Regions from separate parts of the Mus musculus genome. Here regions 1, 3 and 4 are each linked to region 2. The links are chromatin contacts, called in public HiChIP or PLAC-seq maps. All regions are on one chromosome and are shown on one strand. Each heading gives the region's core, a stretch centred on a gene start, on an enhancer-like site or on the middle of the called end of the contact. The rest is flanking DNA. Distances are from core to core; before and after follow the strand shown. Region 1 overlaps Slx4ip (SLX4 interacting protein). Region 2 overlaps Gm14064 (a long non-coding RNA gene). Region 3 has its middle 18 kb from the start of Jag1. Region 4 has its middle 37 kb from the start of Jag1.

Region 1 (2,700 bases), core at 42-2,541, 700 kb after region 2:
GACTCCCCAGCCAGTAGGATCACTCTAATAAAGTCCACCCTGACAGCCCACATTGTCTCAGGTAGATCAATAGAAGACCAAGCACTTCATGTGTTGAAAAGAATTCTGTTTTGTTCACAGAATTCTCTTTGAGCACTTTTGTATTTGATTTTGTATAAAATGTAGCAGACAAAGCATGACAAAACTCTGCAATATCCCTCCCTATCAGGTGACTTTAGCAAGTGGGACCATTACTCTTCAGAGTTTTGTTTGCTTTCTATATATTGCAGTAAGTGGTGAGCACCATCTCCCCCACATTTGAGAAAGCAAAGCATCTTGAGTTGTCATTGCTGCTTTAGCACTTTTACAAAATGTCTAAAAGTTTAAGTTTTACAAATTGCCCATTCTTGGAAAAATAATCTCTGCTGATGCCACAGTATATTCACGAGAGGGCTTGCAGGCACTTGTTTGCATTATTGTCCTTTTTAAGGTTTTTTTTTTTTTTTTGCATGTGGATGAAAGCTTAGAAAATGTTTTGACTGAGTACATTATGGGGAGAAATATAAATAATAACCAAAGCTATTTAAACACATGTGTAAAAAGAAAACATATGCTTCCAACTAAGTTCTATGACAGACTAGGGAAATCCATTTCAATTCTTAAGTGGCTGTGAACAAAAACAATGTGTAAAAACTATGAATATTTAACAGAACAGGTAACTGAGCATATGCTGTGCTGGCTTACTATTCAGAAAACCACACAACTGACTATTTCTTCCTTTTTTCAGTTCTTCCCTTCTGTACCTTGAGAGTCAGAAACTGCCTATACACCCTCTGTCTGTGACTAGAGTATAGTACCATTCCTCCTGTGGGTGTGCACTCAGAGCTCTGCCGTAGAAGCTGACTCACATAAGGAATGATGAGAAATAGCGTATCTATCAAGGCCCTATGTTTGTTGAGATTTAGCAGTCACTGGACATATAGTCTTTTTTTTTTTTTTTAGAAAAATAGTGAAAATTAAGAGATGCAGCAGCTGCAGGGGATCATATAGGTGGTGTGCTGCAGCTGATTTGCAGTCTGTCCTGAAGATGCCGGGTTTGGGCTGAGGAAGGACTGGGCTCAGGGGAAACATGCTTCACTTCCAAAATTTATTTTAATTAGGAAATGGCTCTGTTTCCAATAGTCTAGGAAAATAAATACAAAACAAAATTCTACATGTACACATTTTTCACTCACAGGGACATCAGGGAGCAGAGCTCACAACAAGCCTGTGTCTGAAGAGCAAGGAGAAAGCTTTCTTTGGCAGGATCTCGTGTTGCATCAGGCACTAAGGGAAGGGAGGGAACATTTCTCAGACAGAGGGAAGAATAGGAAGAACTTGCTTGTTTTGGCCATGCTTGCCTTTTTCTTTTCTTGTGTGAACACCCATGGATTTTCTAACACGATGGCGATGTGCCCCATCCCCAAAGGCTGGAAAGGAGGAGGTGGGGAGGAAGCCTTGTACTCCTGCCTTGGCCATTCACACACCACACCTGGATGCCACAAAAGGATGAGCAGACAGACGCATGTGCACTTTGGCTGGAGACCTCAGCTAAGACTTCAGAGAAATATTCAACTGAAAAGCATAGTCATAGGGGAAAAAAACCCTTCAGACAGAAACCACAGAACTCAGGGAAATTTAATTTATCTTATGACATTTTCTAAAGGGCTGGGTTTCTTAGATGTTAACTAAAAGAAAAGGTTATATAGAATAGAGTAATAAGCAATAAAAAAAAATCCTACTGCTCCACACACATAAATGGACTGTTATCTATATAGCCAATTTATTGCAACAGATACTTTGGATTAGAAGATGGGCTATTTGGGTGTCTATTTTCTGTCTCAAGATGAGAGATGGGAGATATAAAGTTTAAAACAAAGATGCATATATTAATTCAAGCAGAACACTGATCCTGTACCTGGGTAATTTAAAAAGAACTATGCCTTAATAACAAGAGGGAATTTTTATTAAGAGAAAGGACAAGCAGACATGACTCTCCTTAAAGGAAACACAAGACAGCCTGTCATTAGACAGCTGTCCATCACATAGCTACTGGCATTTCACAGCTACATGACCTTTGGACAAGTTACACAACTCCAAGCCTGTTCTCAGCTTCGGGGAAAGAGTCAGGGATGATGTCTGCAGGCTGTAGTTATAGCTTAGCAGTGGGGCACTTGTGTAGTTGTAGAAAGCCTAGTTTTAATCCCCACCAATGGGAAGAAAAAGTGGCTAGAAATGCCCATTTCAGACACAACCGTGCTGGTGTCTGACCGGCTAACACTCAGTAATAGGCACTAAAAGGCAGATGCTAAAGGACTGCCAGAGGGGATGGGTAAGAGGAAAGCATTTTCTCTCCCTCTGTGCTAGGTGATTTTCCTACCCTGGAATCTTATACAGGGCAGGGTGTGGTTTTGGAAAATGAAAGGCTACTTCATGACTTGTAACTCACAGACCACCTCCACCTCTGCTGTGATGGAAGCAGACCAAAGGAAAGTCAAGAAGCAGGTGACCAATGAATAGCAACAATTCCTCTGCTTTTTCCAACACTTGTGTTCCTCCCCAGTATCTGACTGTACCAGGGCCCAGTCCTAAAATAGTGAGAGTTTTCCCACAGAAGTGGAAGCAGCATGGATAAAAGCTGAGAGGTGAGAATGCATTGTAATCTGGGGACTATAGCTTAGT
Region 2 (2,700 bases), core at 117-2,616:
ATTATTTTATGAGCAGGGGTGTTTTTGCCTTCATCTCTTTATGTTCACCTTGCTGTGCCTGGGCCCCGATGGGGTCATTTGATCTCTTGGGACTGGAGTTAGAGATAGTTGTAAGCTGTCATGTGGGTTTGAGAATCAAACATTTCTCCTCTGGGAGAGTAATAAGCACTCTTAACTGCTGAGCCAACTGTACAAACCCTAATGATGGAGGCCGGCTTTGTCACTCGCATATTTTCAAGACTGGGCCATGATGTAGACCTGTCACTTTCTTGACTAGTATTATATCTTTGTTACTTTCTGCAGCTAAAGAACATTTCATTACTGTCAGATATTTACCTCCCGTGAAAAATGATGCTATGCACACTTACGTGCAAGGTTTTCTGTGGGTTATGTTTGTATTTCTCTTGAACATATATCTAGAAGGGGCTACTAGTACTCATGGTATTAAATGATAAATATTATCAACTTCCTACTTTGATTTGGTGAGTTAATAAAGTACTATGAAACCAAATATAAGAATCCCATAGGAAAGTATCAAAACTAATTAGTTACACAATTAGGCTTTGGAGACTAGACACACTTTGTGAAAAACTGCAGTAATGTTGGAAAGGCCGTGTCTTGAGTACACAGCCAGGTTTGGAGTATGTTTTTGTATGTGTTCTACTGTGAAGCCTAAGTACATAAAGGAAATGAGAACGGAGACACACAGATATCTTGACTATTGTGGCATGTTGTTGTTTTGTAAGTGACTTCACAGAGGATCACACCTCTTTTCCAGGGTGGGCCCAAGAAATAACACTAACTAATGCTGCCCGGGTCACATGGGCAGACAAGACAGCCTAAAGCCACCTTTTGAAACAGCAAGTCCCCTTGGGCAAATATATATCAAGTCATAAATCCTAAAGAGTCCTTTTAGTGATTGCTACTGTAAGAAGTATGGAACAACAAGGCTTTGGGGACTCCTAATGAAGCAGGGTCACAAAAATGACAAGCAGTGAAAACCCGGAACTTTAGGCCTTGTTTGTAAAGTTTGAAGTAATTTTTTCATGAGGGCACATGGGCAACTCCCTCCTAAACATACAAACCTTCCCACAATAAAACTGCTTTTCACCCCCACTCTCATCTTGGGTCCTTCTAGGCTCTGGGATTTCCCACAGATGCAGTGCTCACAGTTAGGGTGGATTGACCCAGGGTGTTGGGAACTGAGGAGGTGAAGCGACCTTGGCCACAGAAGTCTGACTTTCCTGTTTTGTGGGCTTGAGTCAACTCTAGTCTGCATTCAGTGAGAGCTCATACCATCCACTTGGTCTGACTCAGGCTGAGTGGGGAGTGGCCTTGCTCTGCTCAGAGGCAGTGGTGTCCAGTCCCCGCTCAGCCAAGTGGAAGCTGAGACAGTGGGTAGTTGCTGGTCTCAGAGCATAGAGGAGGGGCCTGGAGGAGGCCTGTGGCCTGCTTGGGGACAGCTGGTGCTGACTAGTCCCAGAGTAACTGTTTACCCAACAAAACCTGAGGCCCATTACTGTGTCATCTCAGCCACCCCTACCCCCTGCTGAGACACACAGTCTGTGAGAATGTACAAAGTAGTTTCTGAAGGGCTGCCTGCAGGAGCAGAACTTGTGCAGTTTTCACATGGGATGGAGACTTTGAGCTCCAATATCTCCTCTTCAGCCTGACCTATAGCAAAAGCTGGAGTGACAAAGGTGTGGGGTTACGCTCTCAACATAGACAAGCATTCTCACATTATTCTAGCCTTTCCTATTAAAGTAGAATACAATGGGATGTGGCAGCTCATACCCGAGATCCCAGCATTTGGGGGGCAGAGGCAGGATATCAGGGTTTAAGGTTATCCTTGGCTACATCTTGAGTTCAGTGCAAGCCTGTGCTATATGAACTCCAGACTCTCTCTTCCTTTTCCTCTTCCTCTCCCTTTCCCCTCTCCCTCTCTCCTCCTCTCTCTCTCTTTCCCTCTCTCTCTCTTTCTCTCATATATATATATATATATATATATATATATATATATATATATATGTGTGTGTGTGTGTGTGTGTGTGTGTGTATAATCACTCAGGGCACACATCCACTGACATTGTCTTCTTCACCAATGATAATGAAGGAGCAGAAATAAGTAACTTTTACAGATTTTTTTCCTTCCTTTTTCTTTTCTCTGTGAACTAAATGTCGTGGTATTTATAAACTAAATAAGATCATACATGTGGTCCAAAAGGTCATCTCATTTTCTCAGACGAATGAAAGTGATGGGAACCAGGTCACAGAGGTAATAAATAGGCAACTGAGCTTCACCAGGAAAGTTGGTCTCCTGCCTCCCAAGTCAAAATGCCCCTCATCACATGACAGTCAGCCAAGAAGGCAGGTCAAAGGCTCGTCAGAAAATATTTGCACCAGGTTTCCAAGGTTGCCTCATCCTTGCTATAGTGTTCTCACCCCACCTCTTGCCAGACCATGAGGTAGCTAAGAATTACAATGACCGCATTCTGTAGTTAAATCGGATGATTTTTCCACTTAGATTTGCTTGAGTCATTAGTATAATATTGGAGAAAAAGATCTTTCCAAGCAGGGGTGTACACAGTGACAGGCAATGTCCTAACATCACAAAAGCAGGTGTGGAGAAGATGGTCCAGTCCACAATGGTCAGTAGTATCACCTACGCAGTCACTGAAGGCATGGTTCTCCACATGATCA
Region 3 (2,700 bases), core at 57-2,556, 580 kb after region 2:
TCTTTAAAGTTACACATGAACAGTTTCTGGCTTCAAAAGACAGAGATCAAAATAAACTCCAGCTGTTGCCTAAGAACCACGCATCTGTGGGACAGGAGAAACCAATGCAGATACTGTATGGCTGCCGGGTTCCCAGCACAGGGCTGGTGAGATATGAGCTATGAGCACTAGAGTCTTCTCAGTGGTCAAGGAGTTGCAAAGCCCAAATAGGAGTTAAGATGCTCTTGCTTACACCCATCACTGGGCTGCTTTGATTTCCCAACATGGCCATCTACAGACATAGCCTCCAGTCATCAAGGAGCAGGAGCACAGCCTTATCACTTCCCCTTGGAAACCAAACCTCAAAAACTCACGTGCAGGATATAGAAAGGACAGTGGTGAAAGTGGCTTTGTTGGAGCAGATCATTCAGATGACAAGCCACACTTTGTAAAGATACCTTTACATGTTCCAAATTTTATTTTCAGGGCTGATAAAGAAGATGGGTGAGAGCCTAACTAAATCAAACTGAGGATTTTATTTCAGACGATGGAGATGAAGTAAAGGGACACCTTGCTGGAAATGTCTTAAGACTGGAACTTCAAAGGACGCTCAGCAGTGGGAACAAGATTGTTAAGAATGTCAGTAGGAAGGGAATATCTCCCAAAATATCCCAGGGGTGCAAAACAACAGCAAAACAGAAGGCGAAGAAAGCAGAAAAATCACTTATTATAGACTTTACATGTTCAAAGTCTTAATGCTACCCATGACCCTTCATATGCCTCTTACAGTTTCATATCTCATGTGCTCAGGTAAGACATTAAAAAGCAGTGGCTCCTCTGAAAAGGACTTGGACATGTTGCTCTAACTATGCTAAAGTCCTACTAACGAGAAGCTACATTTTCAAATAGAATCCCAACTAACACCAGCTGGTGAGTTTATTAAAGTTTAACCCTATCCCCTAGAAGATAGACAGCACTCCACATTCAAGATCCAGGGCTGAGGGAGCTAATAGAAATAGGGAAGGGGCACAGGACTATGCTAGGGCCCTTCAGTTCATGGATCCCACAGCAGCAGCAGCTGAGGCAGTGGTGATACCTGGAAAGAGTTTTTGCCTAGCAAATTCCAGGGCTCTACCCTAAGATTTTCTGAGTCAAACTCTGAGAGAGAGAGAAACTAATCTATGTACCAGCTTCTCAAGGTGATTCCTTCTTAGGTCAGACAAGGGCAAGCTAAAAGGACTTTATGGAACTACCTAGCACAGTGACCCTCAGGGGTTGCTCATCAGATATCATTCATAGCAAATGTTTACATTATGATTCATAAAAGTAGCAAAACTACAGTTATGAAGTAGCAACAAGCTAACTTCGTGGCTGGTGGGGTCACCACAATGTGAGGAACTGTACTAAAGGGTTGTGGCCTTAGGAAGGTTGAGACCCACTGATCCAGCAGCTCTCTGAGAGGCCAGCACTAGAAAGACTGTGTATATCACAGGAAGAGTGTTTGCAGGAGGGCGGGTTAAGGAGACTGGGTATCTCGGTCCGCAGAATGAAATGAGGTTAGTCACTGCCACCTGTGCTGTGGTCTGGAGACATAAAGCCCACAAGTATGCATGACCTTTGATCTCTGGGAGAACAATGGACTCTTCCTGCCACCCTTTTCATTTTTCCTGTGACAACGAGAAGAAAGAACAGGTTCCAGGACCTAAGTTCAAGGGCCTAAAGCAGGACTCAAGTAAGCACAGGCTATCTGCCAGCTTCCTTGTTGGAGACTTGACTTCAGTTGCCTACTTATTAGGATGGGCCTCACAAACACACACAGACCTCCTTCTCACTTGGCTCCCTTTTTGTTTCCCAGGTGAGCTAAGTTCTCCATTGCTAAACCTGACCCCACTCTCCTTCCCTCTCCTGTGGAAGCAAGTCTGTTAGCAATGTCCTAGATGCTTCTATTTTGACTCAGAATTAACCCAACAGATCTTTTCAATGAACAATTATTGTATGCATAAAACACTGCCCAGGCCTTGGTTACTTTCTCTCTCTCTCTCTCTCCCTCTCCCTCTCCCTCTCCCCCCCCCTCTCTCTCTCCCCCCCTCTCTCCCACTCTCCCTCTCTCTCTCCCCCCCTCTCTCTCTTTCTCTCTTTCTATTTATGTATGCTATCTACTCACACTCCTTCCTCTATCAAGAGCCTCAGAGTTCAAATGCACCAATCATTATGGATTTAGAACAGCTGTTTTTGACTTATTTTCTTTGATATATTCTACATTTCTTTAGTTGCTGCACCTGAGCTCTCAAGGATCGAAGGAGAACATTAGGTGTCTACTTTATCATTCTCCACTTTAGTACTTTGAGGCAGGGTCTCTTACTGAACCCAGAGGTAGGCTGGCAGATGCCAAGCCCTGTGGATTCTCATATCTTCAGGCCCCATAACACTTGTGTTATGGGCACATCCAGCTACACTCAGCTTTCTGACATAGGTGTTGGGATCTGACCACAGGTCCTAAGCTTTTAGAGGTAAGCATATTGGACTCCCCTTCTAGATCCTATTAACTTCTGTCTGCTTATTCAAAATAAACATCACTCATATCTCCTTAATTGAGGTTAATTTAGCTCCCTATAGTATACTACTAAAAACCATCATTAAGCTGATAATGGAATGGTATCTCAAACAAGTAGAGAACTTATGTGCCAAGAATCAAGCTAAGTTCTTTACATACATGACTTG
Region 4 (2,700 bases), core at 108-2,607, 560 kb after region 2:
TCTGTCTGTCTGTCTGTTTCTTCTCAAGACAGGTCTCATGTATACCAGGCTGACCTCAAACTCACTATAGAGCCAAACTTCTGATCCTCCTCCCTATACTTCCCAAGTGCTGAAATTATAGATGTGGGCTTTTCTCCCACTTTAATCTAGAGGGTGATGTTTAAGATATGAGCTCTCTTTATCTCAGTCCATTATTTGAATTCATCACCAAATCCTGCTGAGTTTGAATCTCAGACTAATTTCAAAACCAATAGAAGTGTTTCTTGGAGATGCTGTTTGGGTTCTTGTTCATTTGTTTAGGTTTTTTTTTCAGTTTAGAGATATGGACAGTGAGAGAGAGGCATGAAAGTCAAGGTTTGGGACAAGGAGCACACTGAGGGAAGTATCCCTTTGTGCTCTTCCCCTCTCCTCAATCCTCTGAGCTATCTTCAGAAGCTATTCAAAAAACCAAGGCATCTACACTGCACATATGAGCATCTTTGCAAACTAATGACAAGTATTGTGATTGTCTACATTTCCCATATAAACACAGCATATTTTTTCTAATATTTAATCTCAATAATAGTATCTGACACCAGTTTATATGACAGGGGTAATAGGTAAATAGGACTTTTATGATCTAAAATCATCTCAAATAGCCCATACTGAAAACTAAACATCAGATCTTTACAAATTTTGACTATGAAAAAATCAAAAAGTGTCTGTTTTGGTGATGATTAAGGAATTACTGTCAATATTTCTAAAGGTGTTAATGCTGTTGAGGTTTCTTTTTTTTTGTTTTTGTTTTTGTTTTTTTCTGTTTGGTTTAAGAATGTAATAGCAATATATGAAATCTGCTGGAGTCAGAGGTTGGCCCCTAGCTGCAAGATTTCCTATGATTATTGAATCCAAGAGCAGAATATTTTTGCATCTGTTTAAAAGTTTCTACATTAAAATAAAAAATTTTGTTTGTTTGTTGAAAATCTTTCAGGTATGACATACTAGCTTCCTTTAAGATGAACCTGTTTTCACGTGACATTTCATAAACATCTCCAGAACTAAAGGCATGACACACAGAGGCTGAGCATTGTTTCTTGGAGCCTTAAAGCCAATTACCACCTTTCCTGGTAGACCTGGTGATCTCATTTCACTCCCCTCTCACACATTAACTTCAGGTTTCAACATCCACACATTAACTGCCACCGTCTTCCTCCACCCAGTGATCTTTTTTCCTTGGCAATTATCTGGAAACCCCTATCGGGGTCACTGTGGTGTGTGTGTGTGTATGTGTGTGTGTGTGTTTCTTCTGGGTAGCAGAATATGGAGCAAGGCTTATGTTGATTTTGTGCAGCCCACATTCCTGGAATGTTCGTGCTGAGTACAGAATTTGACCTGTAGCACAGTGAAGAAAGAGTTCAAATGCAAACTCCAGAGATATCCATCCCACAGAATAAATGCCAATAAGCAATTTCCTTTCCCAGCCTACCAGAGATTTCAGTCAGATAGACCATAGCAGACAGAACCCGTGCCAATATTTTATAACCCATAAAATTTCTTCAAGCAATTGTACAGATTTCCAGCCATCCTTTGATCAGTCTTGTGTAACAGTGACTCTGGGCCCTCACCTAAAAATGATTATATATATATATATATATATATATATACACACACACACACACACACACACACACAATGAAAAAGATCTGGCCTTCAGAAAGCTTCTCATTAAAACACTAATCTGTTCCACCACATTCTTCCAAGACACAGCGATCAGCATTGGAGCTGGCTTGAATGGCCAGGCCTAGTAAGACTGATACAAACAGCTTAAGTAATTGGATTGCTATATGGGATTGAATGTCTGACAACAAAAGATAGCCATCTCTATTCGACCACCAAAGCTTTGTTCCAGCAACGAATTCATTCAGCAATGCCCTTAGAGGCTCCTGGACCCAGGGAGAAATGACAGACCTGAGACACAAAAACTGAGCCAGCTGATGAGCCCAGAGACAGAGGCTATGCAATTCCAAAAAGTTAATTACAGCGAACAAAGGCAGCAGACGATGACTTGTTGAATCATTACCATAATCACATTACTGCACTAGTCTCCAGTTCCCAGCCAAGGGTGGCGGTGCGGCTGCTTCTCATTCTGACCATGTACTCCCTGCTCGACTTCCACGTGCAAGCTACTGTACACGTCTCCTTGACTAATGCAGTCTTACTGAGGCAGCCTCTTTGCATATTCTAGATGGGTTTTCTTATTTAAATGGGTTTGCCCATCAAAAGAGCCCGAAAGCAGAAAGCACTAAAATAGCATAGAATATTTGAGATGGTGGATATGCTAGCAACCCTGCTTTGATCAGTACATGCAGACATGTATATGGACAATTATTGTAGCAGCTAACTTTTTGTAAGAAGTATAAACATCATTGGTAATAAAATTATCTCATGTTTCCCTCAAATTTGGATTTGGGAAAGGCTTGTTTTCTAGTAAAATAGATTGCAGTATCAGACTCATATCTGTGCCTATAACTTCAGATAGAGATCAGCAGGATTTTATTAAATTACAGCTTCAAGTATGTCCAAGAAAAGTTCCCATCAATCAGAGTATCCATGTCCAAATCTTATTCCAGGGTGAAAAGCAGCAAGGAATCACCATGACCAGAGAACATGGAACGTTTACACTTAGCCGGTGTGTTCCTTGAGGCTTTGACAGCGCTTAAA

What was found. HiChIP or PLAC-seq counts read pairs in DNA pulled down with a chosen protein or histone mark.
Region 1: an H3K27ac HiChIP or PLAC-seq map of embryonic fibroblasts shows a contact between it and region 2, with 7 times the contacts expected there. The contact joins two enhancer-like sites. A contact is called at or near these places in 3 of 484 Hi-C or Micro-C datasets (adipose-derived mesenchymal stem cells, colorectal tumor organoids and embryonic fibroblasts) and 1 of 115 datasets of contacts at active chromatin or transcription factors (embryonic fibroblasts).
Region 3: a FOXA1 HiChIP or PLAC-seq map of pancreatic cancer cells shows a contact between it and region 2. The contact joins two enhancer-like sites. A contact is called at or near these places in 7 of 484 Hi-C or Micro-C datasets (the MC38 cell line, cortical glia, granulosa cells and 4 more) and 3 of 115 datasets of contacts at active chromatin or transcription factors (embryonic midbrain, forebrain and pancreatic cancer cells).
Region 4: a FOXA1 HiChIP or PLAC-seq map of pancreatic cancer cells shows a contact between it and region 2. The contact joins two enhancer-like sites. A contact is called at or near these places in 3 of 115 datasets of contacts at active chromatin or transcription factors (embryonic hindbrain, forebrain and pancreatic cancer cells).

What each region holds. Positions count from the first base shown.
Region 1 is chr2:137,012,757-137,015,456 of GRCm38.p6, reverse strand. All of the region lies in intron 4 of Slx4ip (SLX4 interacting protein), which reads right to left. Among named protein-coding and RNA genes, the nearest start is that of Jag1, 100 kb to the left of the region's middle. Within about 2 kb of position 1,291, at least 26 of the 459 cell types and tissues checked have an H3K27ac peak or open chromatin away from gene starts, as enhancers often do. A contact at or near this core is called in embryonic fibroblasts, where this site is marked.
Region 2 is chr2:137,714,752-137,717,451 of GRCm38.p6, reverse strand. All of the region lies in intron 5 of Gm14064 (a long non-coding RNA gene), which reads right to left. Among named protein-coding and RNA genes, the nearest start is that of Gm14064, 53 kb to the right of the region's middle. Within about 2 kb of position 1,366, at least 61 of the 459 cell types and tissues checked have an H3K27ac peak or open chromatin away from gene starts, as enhancers often do. A contact at or near this core is called in embryonic fibroblasts and pancreatic cancer cells, where this site is marked.
Region 3 is chr2:137,133,062-137,135,761 of GRCm38.p6, reverse strand. No RefSeq gene overlaps it. Among named protein-coding and RNA genes, the nearest start is that of Jag1, 18 kb to the right of the region's middle. Within about 2 kb of position 1,306, at least 17 of the 459 cell types and tissues checked have an H3K27ac peak or open chromatin away from gene starts, as enhancers often do. A contact at or near this core is called in pancreatic cancer cells, where this site is marked.
Region 4 is chr2:137,152,663-137,155,362 of GRCm38.p6, reverse strand. No RefSeq gene overlaps it. Among named protein-coding and RNA genes, the nearest start is that of Jag1, 37 kb to the right of the region's middle. Within about 2 kb of position 1,357, at least 21 of the 459 cell types and tissues checked have an H3K27ac peak or open chromatin away from gene starts, as enhancers often do. A contact at or near this core is called in pancreatic cancer cells, where this site is marked.